Linked DNA regions of Zea mays: region 1 is linked to region 2. A link is a contact called in public Hi-C data. All regions are on one chromosome and are shown on one strand. The core of a region is the stretch at or near the end of the contact, and the rest is flanking DNA. Distances in the headings are between cores, read along the strand shown. Region 1 holds the start of LOC103647875 (thymidylate kinase). Region 2 holds the start of LOC100283332 (40S ribosomal protein S9).

Region 1 (5,438 bases), core at 1,276-3,775, 140 kb before region 2:
CGTGATTAAAGCTGAGAATCCGGAGAGAAATGGTACCAGCCTCCCAGGAAATGGCAGAAGCTGTCAGACAGTTCCTCTGGATTTTTTAGCTTCTTCTCTTCCTGGGCCAAGTGCCCATGGGTAATGCTCTCTCTAGTCTCTGCCTACGAGAAAATGATCCAAGGGTGTTTAATTCCCCCAAACAAAGGTTTAGTATATATCACATCCAGCGTTTATATATAATTTAATTATAAAATTAATCATAGAAGAAAGTTTATTAAACATAATTAGTCTATAATTAGAAAATGTTTACTATATCACAGCACTAGTTTATAGTTACAGTATATTTAATACTTCTAACTAGCATTCAAACATCCGGTGTCGCCGATAAAATTTTAGTTGGTGTATCTAAACATCCCTTACTAGATATAGATTATTTACTCAGTTGTCTAGAACAAAATTCTAATCTTTTAGATGGTGTTTGCGACTCCACTCCATGTTTTCTAGCTCTGTTCGACTGACTTTGTCAGGAGTATCTCTACTCCACAGTTGACAATATTTTGATGTGTTTGGCTTACCCAACTCCAACTCTAACTCCAAGAAAATGAGATTTTGTTGAAAAATATTTCCGTAACCCTTACCATGATATTGTATTTACGAACTTTTATTTAAGTATAAAAAATGTAATGCACCATATAAGAGATGTGTGTCAAATATATTATAGTTTAATTGATTGTTATAACATATATAATGAATATTCAACTTTAAAAATAAAAACATTTTATGCCTAGTTCCAGTACACAGAAATAGACGTATCTATCTAACTCATCGCGAAGTATATCCATAGTGTGTGCATTTAGGGATAGGCATTCGGATTACCCGAAAAATTTGGGCTGAGTAATTCAAATTTCGTGCTATAAGAATTGTTACTTAAAATTGCAGTGGATTTTAGATTACATGGAAATTCGAGTTCGAGTATTCCTGAACTATCGAATTGTTATGTCAACTTCATAAAAACACATGCAATTATAGATATATAAATTGATAATTAACAATGACACGAGTATATAACTTATGAAAATTTGGGTAATCTAGGATTTATGGGTACTGGAGGGTGTACACGAATTATCCAAAATAAGTTTGGGCTTTACGAGTGACCACCTGAAATTCCCAAACAAAATTCAGATTTTGGGGTATTTTGGGTTCTGTAACACCTAAATATAAGTTGGCGAGCTTGGGAGACAAGGAGACGCGTCGCTCTTGCCCGATGCCTAATGGACTGTTGTAACTTATTTTATTGTATTTTTAATATCATTCTCGAGGAAGATGTTTTTTGAACCTTCGACATGAGACTTGTTATGAAAAATGAACTAATTTCGTAAGGGGCTACTATCGGGGCCCCTTCTTGACCAAAGGTCCTCAAAACATCAACTCATGAGTCTGTTTTAGGTATAACAGAACAAATGCTGAAGGACACCTTCGGATGAGATGACATGCAACTGACATGGTTGTGGAGACGAAGCTACAAGCTTCGGTTCGCCGACATGCACACGTGATAAATAAGCTAGCCAAAACAGGGTGAAATGAGAATGCCCCTGTTCAACTTTGTAGCTATGCTTGTAATTTTGACGAAGTTGTACCCTACGTCTATAAATAGAGACACAATACTATACACATATACATTTTCTTAGCTCGAGAGAATTGAATCACTCCGTCTACGAAGCTGTCTTTTCCTTCTTACCTTCGTATTGTTGCTCACAAAGACGAAAGTATATCTGTAATTATTTATTATGTGAAAAAGAAATGAAGTAAAGTAATGTGCAAACAAGATGAGTAACCCATTTCGTCTTCATGCTTTATTCATGTTATTTTTTGTTCATCTTTTATTTATTCCTTACACGTTCTCCTTTTATTTAATCTCTCTAAAAAGAGTTAATTAAAGAATAAATTGGTAAACTTTTTTATTGATGTTGCGCTTTTGGTATCCCCGTAGAAGTAAAAAACAAGTGAGTAAGAACAGTCGAACCAAACAGAACTTAAAATCCTCCGGACTACCATACCCGCGGGATCCGTTAAATTTGTATGTAACAATATTTTTTAATGATAACTAATGATAAAAATAAATAAATAACTTGTAGATTACTCATTGTATGTTTATTTTGATATACATATAACGATTTTTTCTAACATCTGATAATGTATTACATTAATAACAAATGAAGTATGTTTTAATTATAATTTAATGGGAAGATGACGAAGAAATATCTCACACCAGCGTCCGTAGAGATTTTTGCGGGATATTTTTTTATCATGGAGACAATGATGAGGAACTAATTCTAAGTACATGTTCGGTTAGAAGGGGATCGAAGGGGAATGAAGGAGATTAAAGCTATCCTACATATTTAGTTGTGCATTTTAGAGTTTGACTCCAATTTATATGTATGGATTAAGAATGTAAATTAAACACCTCAATACATGTGTACGTGGGACGCCCGTGTTCAACCCTATGGTAGTCGCTGCTTTGGTCTGTGGATAGTCAGAAGTTCTAAAAAAGAGAGAGGAGAAATGGTAGGATGAGCTGAGCTGTTCTATTTTACGGACATGCGATGCCCTATGGATGGTCTAGATCATGCGCTTTTACTGACCCGACTCACTCTCTCTGAAAACTAGGAACCCCACTCCCCTCCCGAAACTACCGCCGCCGCCGCTGCCGCCGCGATCCAGGTCTCCCGCCCCGCCTGAGATCTCGACCTCTTCACTCCTCGCCGCTACTGCTCGCCCTCCCGCGTATCCTCGTCTCAGCTCTCAGGTTTTCAGCCTGATCAAACCGGTGTAACCAGCCGTGCATGATTGCATTGGTTCGGCTCGCCGGAAGAGCAGCTTCGCGGAGCAGGTGAGTCGTCCCCGCCTCCCCGGTCCCTCCAGATGCCTTTCCCAGCCAGAATACGTGCTCGTAATAATCGAATCATTGGGGGGGTGACGGTGCTTGCAATATCTGCTGCAGGGTCGGCATAGCGGCGGCGGCGGCACCCCCTCCTGTCGGCTTGTCCGTGCAGCGCCGGAGGGCGTTCCAGGGCGTGAGAATGGAGACGGGGGGAAGCAAGGGCGGCCGTGGCGCTCTGGTGGTCCTGGAAGGCCTGGACCGGAGCGGGAAAACTTCGCAGTGTGCCCGGCTGCTGTCCTTCCTCAAAGGCAAAGGCTACAATGCCGAAGGATGGAGGTTCCCCGATAGGGCCACCAGTGTGGGGCAGATGATCTCTTCCTACCTCGCGAACGATTCGCAGCTTGATGACAGGACGATTCATCTGCTCTTCAGCGCCAACCGCTGGGAGAAAAGGTAGGTGTGCTCTTCTCGCCACGCAGCTTAACCATTTCGTCGATCCGAGGGTTTCTTAGCACGCCGTATACCAAGGTTCGAAACGGCTGTAACTATGAATCTGTTGGTTTGGCTTGTCACTGCCAGAGCTTTGATGGAGAGCAAGCTACTTAGTGGAACTACTCTCATTGTAGACCGCTACTCCTATTCGGGAGTGGCCTTTTCAGCTGCTAAGGGCCTTGACATTGAGTGGTGCAAGGTGAGCTGCGTGCCATACGGATGAATAATGACTTGCTCTCTTCCATTCATGTCAATATATAGCTGCAAGCTAAGTGATGCCTATTTATCCTCTTTTATAGGCTCCAGAAAATGGACTTATTGCTCCAGACCTTGTAATATATCTTGATGTACAGCCAGAGGTACTCTATTTATACTCACTTAGCCTATTCCAACATGACAGTGTTTTAGTTTCTTTTTGATGTTTTTCATGAATTTGACTTCTGCTCCATTGCTTAGACTTATACACAGATGATGGCCACTGTTTGCCCTTAACCCAATCAATAGTCCGCTATTTATTTCTCTTTTGGAACACTGAAAACAATCCACTGTATGATTCTAAAGTATTTATATTTATTGTAAGCCAGAAAGTATGGGGAAGAACACATTTTGTTCAGCAAATTTCTTTGGCCACACTTCTATAATGCTAAATGTTGTCTGTGATGTTAAAGTTGTTACTCGACAGTACCATGTAATATATGCTACGCTCACTTCAATAGTATATACATATATGGATTATCCTCGGGCTTCATGATTGTCAATGCTAATCTAATGTTACAGAAAGCGGCTGAAAGAGGAGGCTATGGGGGTGAGCGATATGAAAAGATAGAGTTCCAAAAGAAAGTTGCAGAGCATTACCATTCACTCCGTGATTCGACATGGAAGGTAACTCAGTTTCTGCAAGAATCACCAAGATGAGGTCCTTGTATTTGCTTGGCCTCATGCCAACGACTCAGGTCTTGATATGTGCCAATCAAGGGTCTGGAATTGCAAGTGAAACAGATTCAATACCTATTTTGTTCAGTTTGCCATGATATTAGTGGAATGTCAGAGCTAATGTTTCTGTGAGCAAAATAGAAGCACCGAACAGAGAAGAAATCCATAGTGTGTGTGCCACTTGATTTTTTATTTTGTGCAAACTAGACATCTCTAACAGAGAAGAAATCTGTAGTTTGTTTAGTGCTTGTGATTTTTTTATTTTTAGTCTTTGATAGTGCTCTAGACCACAAATATGCTTCTTTTGTTACTGAATCTGAATGACAACTCATTTTCTTTTCTGTTGAAGGTGGTTGATGGTTTCCTTCCCATGGAGACTGTTGAAGAAAAACTGAGAGATTTAGCTACGAGCTGTATTCAGGACTGCCAAGGGAACCCACTTACCAATCTGGCCTGGTGAAGTGCCATTATGCACAAAGTAATGGCGGCCACACATCGTCTTGTGTGATCAACCATGGCCGGGATAGAATTAGGCATCCGGAAGCATTGGCCTTTCCATTTGCTCTATCAGTATCCCTTGTGCAATATATTTATAATCTCAAAGTGTGTTTTTTCTTTCCTAAAGTTAGGCCCTGTTTAAAACCTCTAGAGCTAATTGTTAGCCAACTAATAAGTTGTTAGCTGGTTTTAGCTGGGTTGAGACAGCTACAACTAATGACTATTTGAGAGGTATAGCTAACAATTAGTCGGTCTATTATCTGATCTGATCCGTTTAAAACCTTTCAGTTCATTTTAGATGCCAACTATTAGTTTTAGAGGTTTGGAACAGGACCTTAGTCTGTCTGCCGGTGTACGGATTTTGTGTAACGTGAAACATGTGAGAGTGCAAAACACTTAAATTTCTATGCTTCATGTACCTGTGAATGCTGCTGGGGTGAAGAAACATTGGAAAAGGAATGAAAAACAGTAGCACTAGAAATTTGGGGTTTCCAAGCAAATGAATTCAGAGCAAAACTTTACTTCAGAGCTATTTATTTCTCAATCAGGAAGCATACCAGTCTGTCTCTCAACCAAGGCCTCGCTCGTTTGTCCCAGATTCGTCCGGGAATTATACCACCCTCCTGCTCTAATTCCTGCGTATTCAAATATC
Region 2 (5,382 bases), core at 47-2,546:
AATCTTACAGCACTCCATCCTGCGACCACAGTATTTGCGTTGCATCATTCACCACACCCACAAAGTCATCGCGACGATGGCACTTCCTCTGCCCCACGGCGGGAGCTGCAGCTATTCCCTAATCAGGATGCGCCTACTGAAGGTACTCAGCCATCACAAAACCACGGGATCTTTAATCATGTGATGCGGCCGCTGGCAAGGTACCCACCAGCAGTGACCACTTTGCCTGTACATGTATACCCAGTCCTTCCAAGAATGGAAGATGAGCAATGCAGCAGCGGTGGCACTAGTACTACGGGTAGGGAACCGTTAACAGCTCAAGTAAAAAACGAAAGATGTGGCTCACAGTTTAAGAAGTTTTCGTTGTTTTCAAGTTTGATGTTTCCATTATAGCTGATGTGCTAAAGAAACCTTACAAGCCTATGCGGCTGTGTGCCCGCACATGTAAATATCGTTCCACTCTGTATTAGCTGAACTTAACCTCAACTAGATACCTCGATGGGAGCAATCTATCTTTGTTAGTCCACTTCGTGGTTTATCTGCAGTACTTGTCAAGGAGAAGATCAAAGAGTATCTGGTTCTAGAAAACAAGTTAACCACTCTTCTTTTGTATCTATATACTAGTTCTGTACAAGTTTGGATAAGTCCGAGCAAAAACTAGTCCGGCTGAGGTACCACTGTGCAATTGCAATTTTGTCAATGGGAATCCCACCTTGAGTAAGGTTCGTGTAGCTGCTTAAATCCAGCAAGTTTGGATACATCAGCAAGACACAATAATGGAGGCACAGCCTGCTTCATTCTTCTCCACGGATATTTTCTGCGCTTCTGATTCTGAATCCCTCACCTGAGCTATCTCATCCCACCGGCCTTCTGATGCGTATGTGTAGACAGTAAAATGTTTGGCGTCTGAAGGATGGCACATGGCAGTGGCCAATGGCGAGGAGCCTGGCGGTGGGGAACGCGTGGTGCGGGAAGTGGGAGCATTTCAGCATCAGGGCGTGGAGCTGGGTCAGGTGCCCCGTCCGCCGTCCGCGTCGCCGACTTGAGCAGCGCCGTCAGCGGCTTCCGCGCCGCGGTGGCAGGCTCGCCGGCTCGGTTGCATGAGTTCGTCGAGGAGGCGCCGACTGTTTCTGTTTCTGCAGGCGTCTCCCCAGACCCAGAGGGAAGGCCATGCGAACACAGAACGTGGGCTGTGGGCCGCGTTCGGGGTGCCCGTCACAACTGAGCCGATGTCACTTATATGAGTGAATAATTTATTGAAACCCAGCCCACTAGTTGAAACCTAGGGTTTACATCCCTTATAAAATCTCGTCTTCCACCCCCGCCTCGCTCAGTCGCACTTCCTCCGGCGGCGGCAACTCGACGGCCAACCGCGCCACCCTGCCGCGGCAGCCATGGTGCATGTTAACTTCTACCGCAACTGTAAGATCCCCCTCCTCCACTGCATTGCACGCGTGTTCCCTCGAGACTAACCATCCAGCTTGTGCTGTGATTGCGTCGCGGGGCCTCTAGCTTCTTCTAGTAGTGTCGGGGGGAAACACTTACCATGCGCAGTGTATGTAGCGATGGGTGTTCCTTTCGGACACGCTTGATTAATAGTAGCAATTCGGATGGTTGAACAACGCCTTTCGGTTTTGCTTTGATCCGTCAAGTCCAAAGCATGGTGCATTGCCCTTAGGTGAACTGATCGCGCGGGTACGCACGTTGTTTGAAATCTGTATGCCGGGGTGAAACGGTGCTGGATCAGAATTCAAAATACCAAGCTTTGTGCTAGTTTTGCACTCTTTAAAAGCAAATACTATCAGACAATGTCCTTAGGCAGCTGTCGCATTTTTTTTGTTACTGCTCAAACTGACGCTGATTATTTGCACCATTTAGTAGAGGCATTAGATCTGTTTTCAATACTATAAAGTAGAGCACATGTCTTTCATGCACTGATAGTGACAGGTTAGTTGCTACAGATACCACTCAGTTATTTTCCAATGCTAATTTTTGTAGCACTATCAGTAGCTTATGGTGCTGTTGCACGTTGCAGATGGGAAGACTTTCAAGAAGCCAAGGCGGCCGTATGAGAAGGAGCGCCTAGATGCTGAGCTGAAGCTGGTTGGTGAGTATGGCCTGCGGTGCAAGCGTGAGCTGTGGCGCGTGCAGTATGCCCTGAGCCGTATCAGGAATGCAGCCAGGGAGTTGCTCACCCTGGATGAGAAGAACCCACGCCGTATCTTTGAGGGCGAGGCGCTCCTCCGTCGCATGAACAGATATGGTCTTCTTGGCGAGGGACAGAACAAGCTTGATTACGTGCTTGCCCTCACTGTTGAGAACTTCCTCCAGCGCCGCCTCCAGACCATCGTCTTCAAGAATGGCATGGCCAAGTCCATCCACCATGCTCGTGTCCTGATCAGGCAGCGCCACATCAGGTTTGTTTATATGCTGCTGATTCCTCGATTGTGCATCAATGTTAGTTGTATCTTAAAATTTTCACAAAGAGTAAAAGTTTGTAATTGCGGATCAGAGCAGTTTCTATGTTTTCTTTGTGTATATGTCTTATGTTCCTTCAAGTTCTGGCATTCTTTGAGCATTTCCTATGTTAGTTATGAATTTTCGATTACTGTTATAGTTTGTGCTCAATTTTCCTTATGTTTTGCTGCTGCTGGTTGTATGTTGGTTGTAAAGACACATTTGACCTTGGATGGGCCATATGATGAAAAACCATGTGCAATTCTCACGACGGTCGTCTGAGACACTTTGTGTGTAATGTTGCAGTCATGTTTCTCTGATGCCCTTGGTTACATTTGATTCTTATTTCTGTTACGTAATAAATTGTTTTGTGTGACCCTTGTCTGCTCCCTATCGTTTCTGTTTACTGTAGTGTGGCCCCTGCTCTGTCTTCTCCAGTGTAAAAATGAGAGTCCTGCTGACAACACTGCACATTTGGAATGTGATTCAGTATATTGTTTTAACAGCTTTTATCTTCCATTCATATTTATTTGTTATTATAGTTTTTTTCTTCAGGTTAACCCATTTGATTAATTCCGTTCAATCATCTGGATCACAAGTCCATTAGCCCTACTTTTGGAAATTTGTTATTTGGATGCACATTGCTTCATACCTGCGCAGCCTACCATGCTGCTTTGAATATATATATCCATATATTTCTGTGTTTTGTTGGGCACAATGAGGAGTGAATTTTGCTAATGTATCTCCGAGGCCAGAATGCCAATGATTTTTATGTCCTTTTCATTCTGAGTGCCCTATTGGATGTTCAAATAACATGATTATTTTCTTTTTTCCCTTACAGTGTGATTATGTTGTCATATTTCCTCCAGATTATTTGGTTTCTAATTAATATGGGATGCCTTGTTCTGGCCATTCTCAAACCTGGCAGACTCAATCATAACTCTGCCCCCATGTTGTTAGTGTGGACAATTCATAGCTCCTTGCTTGTGTTCTCGTAAAAATGGAGTGTCCTGCATGTATCTGCTTTAGTAGAATCTCATGTCTCATTGAATTAGTCTTGTGATCAAGTTGTGGCGCATATGAAAGAGATCAAATTATTCATGAACTGTTATCATTGTGATGCTTATATTTGAATCATTTCCGTAGTTTGGGTAGATTGACAGACAAGTCCAGTTTAGAAATTTGGATTTACTAGCCTTTTGTCCCCTTGATCTAACATTGTGTTTTCACAGGGTGGGAAGGCAGCTCGTCAACATCCCCTCGTTCATGGTCAGGGTCGAATCAGAGAAGCACATCGACTTCTCCCTCACCAGCCCTCTGGGTGGTGGTCCTGCCGGAAGGGTGAAGCGGAAGAACCAGAAGAAGGCCTCAGGGGGCGGCGACGCTGAGGAGGACGAGGAGTAGAGGGCCACGTAGGGATTCTGCGACCGCAATTGGTTGAAATGTGAGGTGGACACTTTAGTTGTTGTGCCTGAGTGTGTTTGTTCATTGTAATGAATTCAGAAATTCTACTGTGGTAGACAATTTTGCACCCCCACTACTGACACTCCTGTTTAAATTTAAACATTGGCATCGTGTCTAGACAGGATGAATTGTATTCTGGTTTGGCCGTTTGGGTGGCTATTTGCTAGTTTGGTCTTTAGGCCAATGTTTAAGACTGAAACAAATTGGTAGCCAACTTTACTTTATTATGCTCTGCTGGTCTGTTTGGTGATTTTTTTTTACCCATGCAAATACACGGCCCTATATAGCCAGTCTGCTGAAGATGGCCTAAGCAGTAAGCACTGTTTATGCCAGCAATTAAAAAGCCAGCCTCCCATCATTAAATTTGGATAGGTCGAGAGTTTGTGTCTGAAACCCTTGGTAGGTATCATTTAGGTCTAGTTTGATGCGACTTAAAAAGTGATATCAGGAGATTGCGGATAGTCTTATAGCGGCGTAGTCATACGCCTTCCGAGCTGAGGAAATAAAAAAAAACTCCCAAACAGTCCCAACCGGGGACTGGCCGCCGATTTTCATAGGATACTACGGTTCGTCTGGGTACTTTCGGCACCTGACTGACATGATCTGGGCGAAGAGGAAAGCTGCAGCAGCAGCAAATTCGGAGGACGTCCTCCGAGTCGAGACCGGTCCACGGTCCTCTCCAGCTCCGGGCGTCTAGCCCAGGCCCAGCCAAAAGAGATATGGCAGACGCACGCACCAAGCGCACATGCAATGCACATGCACCCCAATGCCACCGGCCACCGCCCTATATCCAAAGCCACTTTGCAGTCACACTGCCAGCGAACTTTTGGCCAAGCTGATGACGCTACTCCCATCAGACAACAACTGCAGTCTTACCCTTGCTTGCTGCTGCGGTCCCATCTCCCATTTCCTGTGAATACTTTTCCTCTCCAACAGGCGTGCGTTCCTGTTCCGTTGAAATCATTATTAAACGGAACTGCCAAAATGCTGCTGCTTCCTTTTGAAACGAGTCACTGATGCCTGGCAGTGAATGACTGAATGGTGATTAGACTTTCTCCAACAATGCACCCTAAAACAAATATAGCGTTCATTCGTTCTTTATCACGTCCAACAAGGGGAACGCTAAAGGCTCCGATAAGACATAGAGATGCTTCTTCGTCGCTAAGGCCGGGAGAAAGACCACCAGCACGGAGACCATCGGTCGGCTGCAGTGGCGCGGAGGAGCACTAGCACTGAAGCCGTCGGCTGCGGCGGCACGGAGGCCCTCGACTGGACGCGGAGGACCTCGATAGGGGACAAGGAGCACTAGCACTGAAACCGCTCCAAAGGAAGCCTAGCAGGGATGAACTGGGATGCAGCGGCACCAATGAGCTCGGAGTTGGGATCGGTGGCTGTAGCGTCAAGGAAAAGCTCTAGTTTCTGGAAAAAAATCATATTTCTCCCACGTTAAAGTGTAGTTTG

The links. A called contact is a pair of places that touch in the nucleus more often than the background predicts.
Region 1: a contact with region 2 is called in a Hi-C map of bundle sheath, with 2.9 times the contacts expected there. The contact joins the promoter of LOC103647875 here to the promoter of LOC100283332 in region 2. A contact is called at or near these places in 9 of 25 Hi-C or Micro-C datasets (bundle sheath, ear, leaf and 3 more) and 1 of 3 datasets of contacts at active chromatin or transcription factors (leaf).

Annotation. Positions count from the first base shown.
Region 1 is chr2:219,575,013-219,580,450 of Zm-B73-REFERENCE-NAM-5.0, reverse strand. LOC103647875 (thymidylate kinase) reads left to right here and starts at 2,525. Exons shown (of 6, transcript XM_008672373.3): 1 at 2,525-2,872; 2 at 2,984-3,316; 3 at 3,443-3,554; 4 at 3,655-3,714; 5 at 4,133-4,237; 6 at 4,638-5,286. The coding sequence starts at 2,826. The coding sequence ends at 4,748.
Region 2 is chr2:219,434,679-219,440,060 of Zm-B73-REFERENCE-NAM-5.0, reverse strand. LOC100283332 (40S ribosomal protein S9) reads left to right here and starts at 1,296. Exons shown (of 3, transcript NM_001156233.2): 1 at 1,296-1,422; 2 at 2,036-2,417; 3 at 3,690-4,120. The coding sequence starts at 1,395. The coding sequence ends at 3,861. LOC111591046 (small nucleolar RNA Z162) reads left to right here and starts at 3,166; the gene lies at 3,166-3,253. LOC111591045 (small nucleolar RNA Z161/Z228) reads left to right here and starts at 2,692; the gene lies at 2,692-2,782.